Linked DNA regions of Zea mays: region 1 is linked to region 2. A link is a contact called in public Hi-C data. All regions are on one chromosome and are shown on one strand. The core of a region is the stretch at or near the end of the contact, and the rest is flanking DNA. Distances in the headings are between cores, read along the strand shown.

Region 1 (2,797 bases), core at 267-2,766, 160 kb before region 2:
CTTTGCGCCGATTCTGATTCTCGTTCCGTGCCATCCAGGACAGTCAACGCTGTGCCCTCTGACCTCGTCTCATGTGGCGCTCTGCCCAGCAGCTGGGCTGCTGTCACCCATGGGCCATGGCTGATGGCTGGCTGGCCAGTGGCCACTCAACCCGAGATGCCAAACAGAAGCGCCGGGGCGGGCGCCCTCCATCCCTCTCTCTCTTTCTCCCTCTTTCCCTGCGCGCTCGTGCCACCGCGTACGAACCACAGCGAAGCGCAACACCTCATCTACTACAGTACTAGTCTACTACTACCGCTGCCAACGCCAGTGCCCAGTGGGCATGCAGTGGCTGACGACAGTGGAACCGGAACTGAACTGATGGTGGCTGGAGGCAAATAAACGCGCGGGAACGAACGCGAGCAAAGGGAAAAGGAAAACGCGTCCAGCAACAATATGTGACGACTCTTCAATGTCAATGAGGCAGGCAGGCAGGCAATGTATATGACTAGCGAGCGAGTAGTAAAACCAAAACATCAAATCCACTCCGTTGTGCTTGTGCACGCCAAATTCAAACAGCGCCACCACCACCAGCATCCATCGCTTCCAAACAGAGGCGTACACAGGCTATTCCAAAACTTCCCGACACCAACGATCGCAGGGCATGCACGTTTCATGGTCCGGGGAGGAGACAATTTACAAGGCCAGTTGTCAATCAGCACGCCACGCTCTACTGGTACTACTGTCTCCTCGCTCCGTCTCCGTCGTCCGTCCCCTCGGGCGCGCCGCCGGGCTCCGTCGCCGCCGCGGCCCCAGCGCCAGCGCCAGCGACGGCGCCGCCTCCGCCCTCGTCCGTTGCCTGGGCGAGCACGGTGGCGCCGACGCAGGGCCCGCAGGTGCGCTCCACCCAGGCCTCCAGGTCGCGGGCGCCGCCGTGCGCCCGGCGCCCGAAGCAGAGCCGCCCCACGGCCACCGCGGCGGCCGCCAGCACGGCCACGACGGCCAGCATCGCGATCACCGGGCCGTACGACGACGACCCTCTCCCTGCCGCTTCCACGGGCGCGCCTACGGCGGCGTACGCCACCGGCACCAGGAGCGCCGGCGGCGCCGGGGGCGTCAGCGTTGACGACATTGCCCACGGGCTAGCTAGATGACAGCTAGCTCTCTAGGGTTTAAGGGAGGCCAGGAGGGGAGGAGCTCGTCACTCACTCTAGAAAGAGAGTCCTCGTGCGTGGAATGGATGGAGCTGGGTGTTGTGGATCCCTTTCCTCTGGCGAGAGACCGCGAGAGAGAAGGAAAAAAGACGCCTCAGTTCGCTCCTTGCGGTAACATTTGCGGGGCAGGGCCAGGTGCAGTGCAGTGCAGTGGCAGCGTCTCGAGCTTTTGGCGTAAAAGGGCTAGGGTTTGGCCCTACGGTGAAAAGCTTTCCCTTCCCCCCTGCACGGCCACCCCTGCTACGGGTCGTGTGTCCATCAGGCCATGACCACCGGTCGTTCCAAGTGTCCTGCCGTACAACATGGTACGCGCAGCGGCGCAGTTTTAGGAGCACAATCAATTAACCTGTTCGTACAGGAGTAAAAATAAGATGGAATTTTATAAGGTCAGTTTTAATGCGGTTTCTACTGGATGCTACCATATATCATGTGCTAACTCTACGATTCTAAGGAGGGAAGGGATCTCGACGAACCGACTCACAGTTTGTAGAGGAGCGGCTCGCGAGTCTCGAGCGAGGCAAGCCGAGTCGAGCCAGATTTTCGAACTCGTTGGGGGCAACGAACCAAGCCGCTCTATCTGTCGAGCTGCACAAAATTAATCAATCTACACAAAAACGATGAATATTAGATAGTTTTATAGATATCTGACTCGTTTCTTCGTCTTTAATGATGTATATATGACAATTATAATCTAAATTACTTGTAGTATTGTATTATGTTTATAGACTATTAATTCACTATATAATGCAATATTGTTTTTCAGGTGCAGCTCGCAAGCTGAGCCGAGCCTCTTTCTACATCTCGTTGAGTAGGCGAGCCACACCAAGTCGAGCCGAGTCAAGCTGAGCTGCAACCCTAACTATATGCTATAAAACTCGAACCGGCCTAAGGCTATCTTAAGCAGCCTATTCTCATACCGTATATTCAAACTTTACTCTGAAAACAGTGTAGTTTACAGTGCAAAAAACAGGGTTTTGAATGTTCATATTAGTGAACTAATGGACACACAGTCTAACGTCCATCCTATAGAAAAATTAAAAACATGTAATTTTACAACAATAAAAAAATAAATATAGATAAAAAAATTCTCGCATTCAAATAATGCTTGACAGCGGGATGTGTGCAGCTAGAGCTCCGTCCTCAGCTCGTCGCTCGTCACTGGCTCGGTTGCTCCGGTTGGTGGAAAGCTGGAAGCGGCATGAATGGCTGAATGGTGACGGAAGCCGGAGCTGTTGCCTTTTCAGGCTGCGCGGCATCGACCGTCGCGGTGGGTTTTTAATTGGCCGTGAGATACGCCTCGGGATGCGTGGGATCCTCGACAGGTGACGCCTGGTCCTGTCAGGCTCGGTGGGCGCCACACATACCGTGCGATCACAGGGCCGCGCTGCTTCTGCTTGCCTTCCTTCCCTGTCTTGTGCCGGGCGCTTCGGCTCCTCCTCCCCTCCGGCCGGCCCACCCCGCCCCGCCCCGCCCCTGTGCCGCGCGCTGACGAGGCTATGAACGGTAACACCACCGGCGATGCCTGCTGGTGCAAATGAATGCGGGCGCCAACGCTGAGACAGACGTCCGGGCGACACGGCCGGTGCGGCTCGGACGGCAGGTCT
Region 2 (2,741 bases), core at 160-2,659:
CAGCCACTTGGCGAGTCTGAAAAGAACAAACATAAGTTCTGCCATAGAAAGAACATGCTGATCCTTTTCTCACCCATCCCCCCCCCCCCCCAAAACTATAGTAGTATCTGAAACCACGATATGACAATTGGATAATCAGTTACCCACCCTCAATATCTTCATCACATCTTCATCAATTGGCTTAGGGTCTTGTTGCTTTGGCCTGAAACAGCAAAATACGTTCCATTTATGGTAACTACAAAATGGTTGGCGAAAAAGCCATGAGATTCACTACTATCAACCAAAGACAAATAGATTACTTTTGCTTCTGTCGAGGCACCTTTGGTCTGAACTTGAGCATCTGAGGGGATTAAGAGAAAGACGTTAGTGCGCAGCATTCTTCTTGACAATTTGCTGAGCTCATAGAAAGAAGAAGATTGGTGAGCCACCTTCACATCACCATGATCTGGGCGACTTCTCTCGGAGCTGCCATCCTTATCCATTTCTCTTAACTCTGTCATAAATAGCTAAGAGCCCAGTTAAGGGGGGGTGTTTGGATCCCGTACTAAAGTTTAGCCGGTATTTTGGATGCCACCTAGCACAACTAAACATGAGCAAATTAAAAACTAATTGCATAAGCCGTGGTTAATTCACGAGACGAATCAATTAAGCGCAATTAATCTAAGATTAGCCCATGTTTTGCTACAGTAAACACGCGCTACCCATGAATTAATTAGGGTTAATAGGTTCGTCTAGCGAATTAGACATTGTTTAGAGATAAGCGGCTAGCACCCCCCTTTCCCCACACCACCCAACCCCTCACCCACCCATTCCAAAGCATGTGCTTCCCTGTCAGTCTGAGGAAATGTAAGCTAAGCCCCTCCGTACCTCTCAGTTCTGCCATCAGAAATTCTTTCAGCGTTTGTGTATCATGGCGAGTCTTTTTTATAGTCACACTGCTGTACGGCGTGTGTAGGTTTCCAAGGGTATATTCTATGCGCTTCATTCATCTACAACCTCCTTCCCCAAAATCATTGCTGTCCAAAAGTTGACCCGCAGCACTGGAACTACTAAGGAATCAGACCACGAGTCGCACGAAAAGCACGCGAGGCACCACCCTAGAACGAGTGCTTCTTGAAAGTCCCAGGGCGCGAAAGCAAACCTCTCGCCCTTTGCAGTGTCTGCGACCAAGAAATCCGATTTGGTTTCGGGGCTTGACAGCGTAGAAACCAAGAAAGATGCAGGCAGAGAACTCGCAGCCGAGCAATCTTTGCTAACCCCCGCGCCCTCGGCTCCGAAACACGCGTACCTGGCTGCAGTAGAGTTCTACTGCTGCAAGAGCTAGAGCTCTCCCGCGGTCCCGCCCCAGAGAAATGGCCGCTCCCGCGACCTGGAGTTGTTCGGTCTACCTCCTCCTGCTTGTTCGAGACGTTGAAGAGGAAGGAAAAAGACAGGTGGTAATGCACTCCAGTAGAATAGAAGTAGAACAACTCTATAATGGACCGGGCGGTATGGGCCCCATCGTTCAGTGAAAGGCCCCTCAAGGAACGTGTTCGCCCAGCAATATGGGGGATACAGAGCGAGGATCGGATGCGGCGCGGCGTGCAGGGGAGACGGTAAGCACGGCTGAGTAAGACACGTGCTAAACCGTGGTGTGAGGTACGTGGTTGGAACCTGGTATGGGCTGCACGGGGGATCGGAATTATCTCGTATAGGGAGAGGCTGCTGGCGCCGGACTTGTGAGGCTGCACGGGGCATCGGAATTATCTCGTATAGCGAGAGGCTGCTGGCGCCGGACTTGTGAGTCGGTTGAGGGCATGTTCGGTTATTGAGCACTCAGAATGATTTCTAACTGGATTGTTTGTCTAATTTATATAAGGTTTGATAGGTTGAAACAATTCTTAGTGAAATCCGGCATAAACGAACAGGTCCTAAGTCCGCCCGAGATGAGCGGTATCTTATGTTGGTTGATTCAGAGCAGTGGCGGATCCAGAATTGATCCAAGAGAGGGCTAATAAACTAATGCTATAAAAATTTTTAAACCAAATAAAAACTAATCTTGCACATATCGTTCACCGCTTGCGCGTCGGAACCAAGGCGAAGGTCGAAGGAGGGTGCGCGGAGCGGCGGCTGGACAACGGTATGGTTACGGGCTCGCGGCGGTGCTCCTACGAGGCGAGCGGCGCTGCGGCGGTGCTCCGACAGGGCAAGTGGCGCTCCGGCGGTCCGGGTCCAGCCTTCGGGCGAGCGGTGCTATAGGCTACGGCGGCGGCGGTGCTCCGTCCTCCGGGCGTGGGCACCTCACCGGCTGGCGGGCGGCGGCTGGAGCCGGAGCATGGAGGGTAGACCGGTAGAGGGAGGCTGGTAAAGGGCAGCGGCTGGACCTGGAGGAGTGCAGGTTAGAGGGCGTCCGCGTCTCGGCGGCTCAGCGGCTAGAGGGTAGCGTGGACGCGGCAGGCCGGCAGTGATGGACCTCTTTGCTTTACTGGGCCGTGACCGGGGCTGCAGCCCAGGCAGCCCCGGTTGGAGATCCGCCCCTGCTTAACATGAATATCGATTATAATTTATAGAAAAAATCGCATCATATACTTTCTTCCAAAGCAATCTCTAATCTACTGGTGATGAACTGTCAGGATAATCTCCCAGACACATAAAATAATTGCAAATAAGTAATTACATACCCAATTCTTTTTTTAGGAAAAAAAGATTATTCGAGTTTCCAAGTCTTCACGTCGTGAACAAGTTCCTTTTATGAAAAAATG

Evidence for each region. Hi-C and Micro-C count contacts between places; a contact is called where the count stands out from the background.
Region 1: a contact with region 2 is called in a Hi-C map of leaf, with 4 times the contacts expected there. The contact joins the promoter of LOC111591188 here to the promoter of LOC100193764 in region 2. A contact is called at or near these places in 2 of 25 Hi-C or Micro-C datasets (endosperm and leaf).

Annotation. Positions count from the first base shown.
Region 1 is chr3:174,363,683-174,366,479 of Zm-B73-REFERENCE-NAM-5.0, reverse strand. LOC111591188 reads right to left here and starts at 1,516. Exons shown (of 1, transcript XM_023302132.1): 1 at 503-1,516. The coding sequence starts at 1,111. The coding sequence ends at 719.
Region 2 is chr3:174,201,925-174,204,665 of Zm-B73-REFERENCE-NAM-5.0, reverse strand. LOC100193764 reads right to left here and starts at 1,409. Exons shown (of 10, transcript NM_001138850.1): 1 at 1,289-1,409; 2 at 429-493; 3 at 300-340; 4 at 148-202; 5 at 1-16. The coding sequence starts at 482.